Regions from separate parts of the Sus scrofa genome. Here region 1 is linked to region 2. The links are chromatin contacts, called in public HiChIP or PLAC-seq maps. All regions are on one chromosome and are shown on one strand. The core of a region is the stretch at or near the end of the contact, and the rest is flanking DNA. Distances in the headings are between cores, read along the strand shown.

The links. HiChIP or PLAC-seq counts read pairs in DNA pulled down with a chosen protein or histone mark.
Region 1: a contact with region 2 is called in an H3K27ac HiChIP or PLAC-seq map of alveolar macrophages. The contact joins the promoter of AGFG1 here to the promoter of MFF in region 2. A contact is called at or near these places in 2 of 47 Hi-C or Micro-C datasets (heart right ventricle and liver) and 1 of 2 datasets of contacts at active chromatin or transcription factors (alveolar macrophages).

What each region holds. Positions count from the first base shown.
Region 1 is chr15:128,896,846-128,902,241 of Sscrofa11.1, reverse strand. AGFG1 (arf-GAP domain and FG repeat-containing protein 1) reads right to left here and starts at 3,436. Exons shown (of 15, transcript XM_021075860.1): 1 at 3,172-3,436. The coding sequence starts at 3,338.
Region 2 is chr15:128,765,442-128,770,300 of Sscrofa11.1, reverse strand. MFF (mitochondrial fission factor) reads right to left here and starts at 1,860. Exons shown (of 8, transcript NM_001244126.1): 1 at 1,762-1,860.

The DNA of each region.
Region 1 (5,396 bases), core at 2,187-4,686, 130 kb before region 2:
CAGTGTCAAAGTCTTCTCAAAATTCATATTCTGTCAATTAAACGATGACATCTAAATAGCAAAAGACATAATAATTGTTAAACTCAATAGCTATGTTATTATTCTTAAATTATTTTCCTGTATTATTGCTTTTTAAAGGAAAAAAACCTCAGAAATTACTGTTCCTTCAATATTTCTACAGAAGACATTTGATCTGGGATCCATTCTTTTCTTCGCAAGGATCCTAGATTTCTTATTTGGGAATCTATTTTCGGGTCCTTGCTTTTCCAGTAACATCATCATAGAACATGTCCAATGAGGGCACAGGTTCAAGGCAGCCATATGACCTAGGCTAGTCCAGAGTGAATCACAGAACTTCTGGAAAAGTTGCAACAATGATATAAATTAAGGCAGTATGTAACCCCAGGAGCTGGGGACCGCCTGCCATCTTTGGATGAGGGAAATCTAGGCAACATCATTTTATCAATGGATAAAGTTTTAGTTTAAAACAAACAATAAATTTCCCTCATATTTTTAAACCAACTTGAGTCAGGTTTTGAGTTACTTCTAAAGAATCCGAACCCACAAATTTTTATAAAGGTGCTTCTCACTTCAACACCTTTCATGCTGTGTTCCCTGCACAAGGAATGTCCTCTTCCCTCACTAATAATGCCCCTCCATCCATGTTACATCCCAGGCATCATATGAGACGTAAAACAAACAAAATCTCTAACACTGAAAACTAATCTACATGCAATACGTATGCGGTAAACTTTATCCTCTCATATGATGAGAAAATTCAATCTCAAAGAGACTGAATAACATTCTCAATACCACACAGCTTTTAAGTGGAGCCAAGATTCAAAACTAGGCTTCTCTAGCTCACAAGCACGTGTTCTTCTCAACTGCATGAAGCCCCTTGCCATATGGATCTTGTCTTTAAAGGACTTTGCTCAGGCATCAAATCTTCTGGGAAGCTTTCCTTATTTATTTACATATTCCAAGGATAGCTCATTCAAAGAAATGAAATATTACAATGTATCATAACTGTCTTTTCATACTTAGACTGCAAATTCCTTAAGGACAGTGAGATCCAAGTAGGACAAGTGCCTCCCACAGTGTATGACACAGGCCAAGTGAGCAATAAATATTTGTGGAATCACCACTAAACAGAGATATTGAGTCCTATCTATTACAGATTAAATTCCATTAAAGTAAACAATTGTCATTATACTGAGATATCTTTTTATATATAATGTTTCTGACGTGGAATCTAGGAAGAAATTTGTAAATATTTCTTGATATTATACATTTGCTGCAATAAATTAAATTTACACTGATAAAGCCCTAAACAGAAATGTCAGAAATCCAGAACAGTAAATACATACTTGCCTTTTTCAAACCAAATACTTTAAATGTATCAAAGGACCTTGTGTTTAGTAAAAAATAGGGAATACTTATGATGCACATAATAAAAGTCAAATATACTTAAAACGAATTGGACCACTGACTTAATTTTAGAAGCAAAGCTGCTTGACAACTAGGTCTTTCTAAATGAAAAGCATGAACCATTCTATCTCCTACATACCCCCAGCTCAAAGATTCTGTTGTAATTCAACAACATCACTAATTATCAACTTCTCAGAGTGCTTTTCTGACTCTACAATCTAAAAGCAGCCTCTCAGACAAGGTCTCTCCCATCATACTATTTTAGTGCATACTTACCCCTGACATTTTTCTCATTTAATTACTAATTATGTGTTACCATCTCTTCCAATAGAATGCAAGCACCAAGAGAATGCTTTTGCTGCGTTCATCAACACATCCCAAGGCTTCACAAAGAACCTAGTAAACCACCCAATAAATGTTTGTTGAAGAAATCATAGTTATGGAAGCCTAATAATGCCTCTCTGCCCCCGCCCCCCCCCAAAAAGCCTCTTTAAAAAAAAAAAAAAAAAAAAAGTCGTACACTACTGGGCAGTCCTTGCATTTTCCAAGAATGAGTTTCCTCATATGCTATATACTTTGTCTCAGCATTAATCTTACAAAGATTTTTCTTTGGGGGGAGGGGCACCAAACTACTTTATTTGAAAGAACGGTACAAGTGAAAGAACTTAAGAAGTTTGATAGAATAAATGACCACTTCGTCAATAAATGACTTTGGATACAAAATAATTAGTACATAAAAGCAACTTACTGTTCTAAAATCATAAGGAAACTCTCAAAAAAGAATCTTCAATCACAGCAAGAGGCTTATCAAAACTAAGTTTAATGAAGCAAAGAAGCACAAATAGAAACCATCCCAGTATTTCAAGACGGTAGTCTCCGTTTTTCCGAATGCTGTCTTTCCACCGCTCCCCATTTCTGAATACAGCCAAGACACTTGGTACTGACAGAAATCTTACAGATATCACCACCATACTTACAATGACACAGCTTCTAATCAATACCTTATTTCCATTAAAACTTTCCCCAAACTCCTGACTCTTTTTGGACCATAAAGCTAAAGCCCCACAACCTCACGTCTGCTTCCTCTGCCTCCCCCCCCCCCAATTAACCCTCTCTAACTTTTCCCCTGGGATTCACATCTCTGCCATCAAGACATTTTAATTTCGCTGCTACTCCTAAATGTCAGCTTTCTCGTAGTGATCTAGGTACTCTCGAGCCTAGAAGGAAAAGCCCAGACTAAGCGTCCCTGCTCTCTCCCACCCCAGCATCTTCCCCCCGCCCCCCACCGGCGCCCGGCAGGTGCCTCGCTCTCGACCGCCGCGCCCCGGCCGCCGGGAGGCGGGGCACACAAAGGACCCGCACGGCCCTCCCCAGGCTCCTCGCGTCTTTTCCCCGTAGCTTCGTGGGGTCAGCAGCCAAGAGCCGAGGCCCAAGGGAGGCGGCGCCGGCTCCAAGGGACTAGAGACCTTCACCCGGGGCGCCCCCTCCTGACCCCAGCCCCGCCCACGCCCCACCCACAAAGGCTGCCCCGGGCCTGGACCCCGGCCCACCGAAATCGAAAGCCCACCCACAGCCCAGCAGCCTGGGCCCACCGCATCTCGGCCCCCGGCCTCGACCCCCCGGCGCCGCGAGCCCGCGCCCCAACCGCCGCCCGGGGCCGGACCCCTGCAGGGCCCCTGGCCCGCCGCCCGCTCCCCACGCCCAGGGAAAGGCCCCCCGCCCGCCCCGCGGCCCCGCACTCACAGGCTGCCGGAGCAGGAGGTACAGACGAAGGAGCCGACCGTCATGTTCACGTAGGTGGGGCCGCGCTGGTCGCAGTCGAAGCACTTTCGGTTGTGCGGGAGGCCGGTCATGTCCCGCAGCATCTTCAGGTGCTTCTCCTCCTGCTTCCGCTTCGCGCTGGCCGCCATGGCCGCGGCGCCGAGGGAGGAGGCCGGCAGGGCCGGGAGCCGGGCGGCGCTGCGCCGGGGACCCGCGGTCCCACCGGCCGCCCTGGCCGCGGCCGCCGCCTTCCGTCAGCGCGCGCCGCCCGCGCCGGACCCGGCCGCCGCGGCTCGACTCGACTAAGCTGGGCGCGGCGCCGCGCGGACGCTGCGGAGCGCAGGCTGACGGACCACACCAACCGGCCCGGCCGGGACAACCGCCGCCGCAGCCGCCGCCGCCGCCGCCACCTTCCCGACTTCTCCTGAGGGGAAAAAGCGAGGCAGGGAGACGGCAAGAGGAAGGCCGCCCCGAGCGGCCCGAGGCCAAGTGTTGACCAGCGCCGCCTTCTGGCCAGGAGGAGTTACTGCGGCTGCGCTTACAGGGTTGAGCGCATTACGTAGGTTACCTTCCTCCCTTGCTTAAAGCTCTCTACCCGCTGCTTTGGGGATGATTCCAAGTTCCTCAACATGTGCCCTCAATAGCGCTCCATCCTCTATCCCAGCCCCCCTCTCTCACTTCATCCTGGTTTACTCAGCCACACTGGATTTCCACTTGTACCCCATATACAGCAAGCTCCCTCCTGACTCATGACCCTTGCCCTTGCTGTTCTCTCTACAGCAGGTTTTCTCAACCATGCCACTACTGACATTTTGGACTAGATCATTTTTTTGGTCTGTTCTATGCAGTGTAGGATACCTCGGCCTTTTCCCACTAGATGCCAGAACAACCTCCCCACGCCTCCGCCACTTGTGACCATCGAAAATGCCCCGATCTTGCTAGATGTAGATCTGTGGTAGAGGGAAATGAAATCAACCAGGCTGAGAACCACAGCTACACGTGGAAGGCCAGGTTGTCCATGCAGCCATGGCAGGCAACTTTCCGCAGCCCGATCAGCCTACTTAATACTGTAGCCCATGTTCCTGGAAAGCTGCTCTCAATGAAGTCGCTGTGTGGCGTTTTCTTCATATTTCCAGCGATTTGAAATCCTTCTTATTTAGCGTTTACTGTGTTTTATCTGGGATCTCCCTTTAGGCTCCAGATAGCCTGGATCCCAGAGTTTTCTTCACCACTCCACTCTCTGCCCCTCCCAGAGCTGGAGGCTAGGTACTCAGTATTTTTGGAATGAATGCATTAAGTATCTCAGTCAATCATCAAAAGATCCCTTTGAAGTAAGCATTATTGTTCTTTGCATTTTACAAAGCAGAAGCTCTGGGGGATTAAGTACATTTAGCCTAGGATACACATGGTTTATACTAGGACATACTTAGGGCATCCAGATAGTCTGACTGCAGGACTCAAATCTCTTAACCACTCCAAGAATCTGCAGCCAGCAGGATGTTCAAAAAATCATCCCTGCCCCTCATTTCCCAAAGTCACTCCACCAGTGAATGGAAAAGTGAAGGTTCCCTGGGGTTCCTGCTGTGGCTCAACAGGATCCAGGGCATCTCTTCAGAGCTGGGACACAGGTTCCACGCCCAGCCCTAACTGTGGGTTAAGGATCCCGCGTTGCCACGGCTGTGCCTCAACCGCAGCTGGGGCTCAGATCCGATCACTGCCCCTGGAACTCCATAAGCGGAAAGGCGGCCAAAAAAAGAAAAAAACAAAAACAAAAAAACACCCAGGTTTCCTAATTGCCAAGACCATTCTCCAGACGTTCCATGAAAGGAATTGGGTGAATCCACCAAGACTTCATATCGATACAATACTATTAATAGTAATTAACGGTTTTAATGTTGAAAGGATGGACAGATTTTGGATTGGCCAATGGATTGTTTTGCTTTGTTTAGGGCTGCACCTGTGGCATCTGGAGGTTTCCAGGCTAGGGGTCAAATTGGAACAGAAGCCACTGGCCTATGCCACAACCGCCGCAGCACCAGATCAGACCGGCGTCTGTGACCTACGCCACAGCTCCCAGCAATGCCAGATCCTTAACCCACTGAGTCAGACCAGGGATCGAACCTGCGTCCTCATGGATGCTTGCTAGTCAGATTCGTTTCCACTGAGCCAGGACGGGGACTCTCGGCCAACGGATTTTTTTTTTTTTT
Region 2 (4,859 bases), core at 611-3,110:
AGCTTGACTTTTTCATTTTCTACATTAGAAGACTGGGATCCGAAGAAATAGTCCAGGAAGTCACAGAAGCAACTTGGATCAAACTGATTGTGGTTGCAAAGATTTACATAATTCCCCAAACACTAAAAAAATGTCAGGTTGTTGATCACGTAATTGTGTGGACCTGGTTCAGGGCTTTTATACAGCTCACCTTGTTTCAGTTCTCTTTTCAAGACACTATACTTAATAAATGGGTATATTAGAAAATAATGGTGTAGTAATCCGGGATTAATTTTAATTTTTAAAGAAAAGTCACTGCAGGGTTTCCCTTGCGGCTCAGCGGTAACAAACCCATGAGGATGCGGGTTCGATCCCTGGCCCCACTGAGTGGGTTAAGGATCTGGTGTTGCGGTGAGCTACAGTGTAGGTCACAGACTCGATTCAGATCCCACGTTGCTGCGGCTCTGGTGTAGGTGCGCAGCTGCAGCACCCATACGACCCCTACCCTGGGAACTTCCACATGCCGCAGGTGTGGCCATAAAAAGGAAAAAAAAAAAAAAAAAAGTCACTGAAAACTTAGAAAACACAAATCAACAAATTTTAAAATAAGGTTATCAGTCCACAGAAAACAAGTTTCAACACAAGAAGGGAGGACAGGAACAGCTAACTTTTAATCGTAAAATGAGGCAGCCCTATCAGACAGGAAGGGATAGACAACACAATTTCCTTTTGGAAAAAAATAGCAAAACCAATTCACAAGTGCTTGAAACCAAAAAGAGGCGGGTCCCACAAATAATTTAATTACATAGGAAGAGACTACCAAGCACAACTAAATCATTTTGATCCTTTCCCGTCCAGTTCCTAGGGAGTTCTCCTTTGGGATCGTATTAGCAATGAAACTGACACGGAAAGAAACGTTTTTCATCTAGAGGATACATTTAAGATTCCTCAATTAAAGTCTCTCAGTGGGGTGAGAGGCCTGTATACAACTGGTTCTGTACTTGAGAACAGAGACCCAAAGCTTTTCTTATCTTCTGTAACTAAGAGGTCACCACCTTTGAAAGGGTTCTCTCCCTGGCTCTTAGGTTGTGGGATGGCAGCCGGAGGTTTTTCTTCCACCAAAGAAAGGGGACTCCTGCAGACGGAGGACCGGCGGTACGGGAATCTGAGCTTTCCTCCAGCTTCTCTGCTGGGAGGAAATGCTAGGAGCATCTCCCGCCAGGCAGCCACACCTGCGGGCAAGGATGCTTACACACCGGCCCCCACCAGGGGCCTCCCGCGGGTGCCTGCGCTTCCAACAAAGCCTTTCATCTCCAACACTTTATCTTCTACGAAGGAAAAACGAAAAGCAAAAACTACTTTTAAAGACGGCAGACGTCGGGTTCAAGGTCATACTGAAAGGTACCAGGGCCTTGGCTGGGAAGAATAAGGAAAATGACCGGCTAAACATCGCGTTAAGTTCTCAGGACGCCCTTAGGGTGTCCCAACCCCCAAACTATTTTCTAGCCGGAAAAGCTACATTTATCGACAAAACGAGACACCCAAAAACGTTTGCAGGAGAGCGCACTGCTCTCCCTTGCCTTTCTCAGGCACCGAAGGGGCGGCAACGCCCTGAGGAGGAGGAAAGGCCAAAGTTCAAGGTCGGGACTCCACCCAGGACGACACCGCGAACCGACCGGGGTACAGCGAGTCCCTCCATCGGCCAGAGGGTCAAGGCCACCGCGCTAGGCCTGGCGGCGGCTAGGACCCCAGGCCCGGGGTAGGGAGGACGTCAGAACTCACCCCTGGGCCCGCTGGAGGGTCCCCGGCGTGGGCCGCCGCCCGCCGGCTCCCAGGGCGCTCGGATGGGCGCTCTCAGAGGCCGTTGGCCGAGCGCACTGAGGCGCCCGGGCAAACCACCGGCCGGAGAGGCCCGCAGCGGGCGGGGAGAGACGCGAGAACGTCCGGGACTGGCCCCTTCCAGGAGCCGTAGCTGAGACAGGTTCGTGGTCATGTGACGCAGGGAAGGGCGGACGTAAAGTTCCCGCGTAGGAGCGCGGGGCAGTGCGACGGCGCTCCGGCGACATCTTTGTTGTGGGCAAAGTGTGCCAACCGCGAGTAGCAGGTGTTCTCTCAGGCTTACATTTGTGAGCGTACGGAATCTTTAAGAATCTCGTGTTTACAAGGTAAAACTTTAGTAGCTCGTTAAATAACTAGTTTTCAGGATTGTTTGTATTAAATGAGGACTGGTCTGAGGCCTAAGAATCTGCGTATTCCGCCAGTTCTGCAAGAGATTCTTAAACACTAAACTCCAATTTTGACGACTTTTCAGGCCCTCTGACTCTGTCTTCCTTAACAGTGATCCTTGCCCTTACTGGCTTCATTGATACTTCAAGGTGAGATTCGCAGAAAATAAGTTAGGTTTCATAGTAGTTAGCAGCCTTATTTAGCTTCCAAGAACTGTCTGCCTATAACCACCTAACTATTGACTTTCGTGGAGGGCGGGGCGCGGTGGGGGTGGGAATCAGTACCTTGCTCATCAATATTGGGACAGAATGAAGCCAGCACAGAAAAGTTTGTATGCTTCGATTTTAACAAACAGACAAACAAAGACGTGTAAGTATGTACTTCTCTAGAGTCTAAAGATATTCCAGAGATGTTAGCATTCTTTAAAATAATTTGGGAGGTCCTCCGAGAATTTTTCATTCTTGGGCCCCTTCTTCACAGTGGGCCCAAGAACAAATTCTTAGTTTCGTTATTAACGTTAATAAATACGATTTATTCTTTTTTGTTTGTTTGTCTTTTTGCCATTTCTTGGGTCGCTCCCGAGGCATATGGAGGTTCCCAGGCTAGGGGTCGAATCGGAGCTGCAGCCGCCAGCCTACGCCAGAGCCACAGCAACGCAGGATCCGAGCTGCGTCTGCAACCTACACCACAGCTCACGGCAATACCAGATCCTTAACCCACTGAGCGAGGCCAGGGACGAACTTGAAACCTCGTGGTCCCTAGTCGGGTTCGTTAACCACTGAGCCACGACGGGAACTCCAATACGATTTATTCTTATCCTTTAAGAATAAATTGATTTTAGGAATGATCAGTCATTCCAAGTTCACCTTCTGGGGGAATTTAGAGACCAAGCTGGATAAGCCATCTATGACCAAAACCTTTAGAAGTGAGAGTTTTCCTGCTCATGTAGTATCTTTCCATTTATTAATTACTTTCAGTTTGCTTTTTATTCCTGTGCTTCCCCAGGGAAGTTGAAATAACTTTCAAATGAAGATTGTGATCCAATTACCGAATCCAAAGTTTCCTCCCTTAATATTGATCACCCTTAATCTTCCTGCATCATTTGATTCTGTTAAATTAATCAAGAATGTAGTACATCAAAGCACCTGACACTGTCTGGTAGTACATTCTCAAATTTTATAAAAAGGCACTTTCTCGCCCTTGCTGGAAACTCTGCTCCCTTGATTTTGTGATAAAGCTTCACGATGGGCTTTTCCTTTTCTTCCATCATTAGTGTAGACATTCCTGTTTATGATTCAATCCACCCTTGACTCCTTTGCACCCATAGTTGCCTCAAATCTTTGGTGGAGAAAGGTGGTATTTAAATCTAAATATATCAACAGGATTGTCTCATCCTGTTGCACTAGTTCTGGCCGTTTCTTCCTAAGCATCCTGTTGGAGCTCTGATACCAACAGGGCTTCCAAACTTCAAAACTTCTCCTCTTCCCAATCCAGATAAGTTCTGAATTTCCTTTTTCAGTTGATGGCAAGATTTTTTTTTTTTCTAGTTACAAGTTACAAAATTCTGAAGTCATCTTTCACAGCCTCCCAAGGCCCCCGCCCCTTAAATTCTCCCACCTCTATGCCAACTGTCCACTTTCTCTCCCTTTTCTGCTCCCACTGGGAAATCACTACCCATAATCTGGGCTGTTACCCTTTTAACTGGCCTCCCCATTCCAATATTTTTCTTTCTCTAATTCTAGATATTGGATCCACAAAGAACCTATTTTTGCAGTTTGTGACAAAGACATCCCAAATTTGAAGCCCCAAATACAAAAACAAATTGATAACTTACTTTTTTTTTAAACAAATTCAAAAGTCCATACAGCAGTACAATAATTTTTAAAAACACTTGAAATTGAAATAGCCTGGAAGGGCAGTAGATTAGATATTGGATCTTCCATGTTCCCGTTTATAGGAACAGTCTACTCTTAAGCTCACAGTCTTCAGTGGATCTCTATACCAACCAATGAGGTACAAGTTCAACTTGGAGTTCATGGCCCTCACCTGCTGCTATGCCACCTTACTCACCACACGTGTGTGTATGATACTTATGCATATATTCCTTATATTCTTGACCATTCATGGGTCTCTGAGATTGTTTCATGCTTTCCTAACTACTTACCTGTATCTATGCTATTTCTGCCACCTAGAAAACCATCCTACTCTCTGATCACCTTCTACTTCTTGAAACCCTAACTGCCCTTAAAGGTCCACTTAAAATGTCCCATCTTTTATGATTTCCTGAGGGCTCCAACTTTTAAATCGCTATTTGTTGGCTCTTAGGGTACTTGTCAATAGTATCATTCTGTTCAATAGTATCATTATCTATATTTTTGCCCTGTTTTCCCCACCAGATTATAAATTCTGTGTTTGAGGCCAAGGTCTGCATCTCATGTCCACATCTTCATGGAGCTAATTATATTGAGCATGTCGTAGTTGTTGGGTATAATGTAAAGAGATCTTTTTCCTTGTTTGAGTGATAAATTGGAATTATAATTCCAGGAGTTCCCTCTGCCATGCAGAGGGTTAAGTTTCCGGCGTTGTCTCTGTGGTGGCACAGGTTCAGTCCCCAGCCCTGTACAGTGGGTGAGGGATCTGGTGTTCAGCAGCTG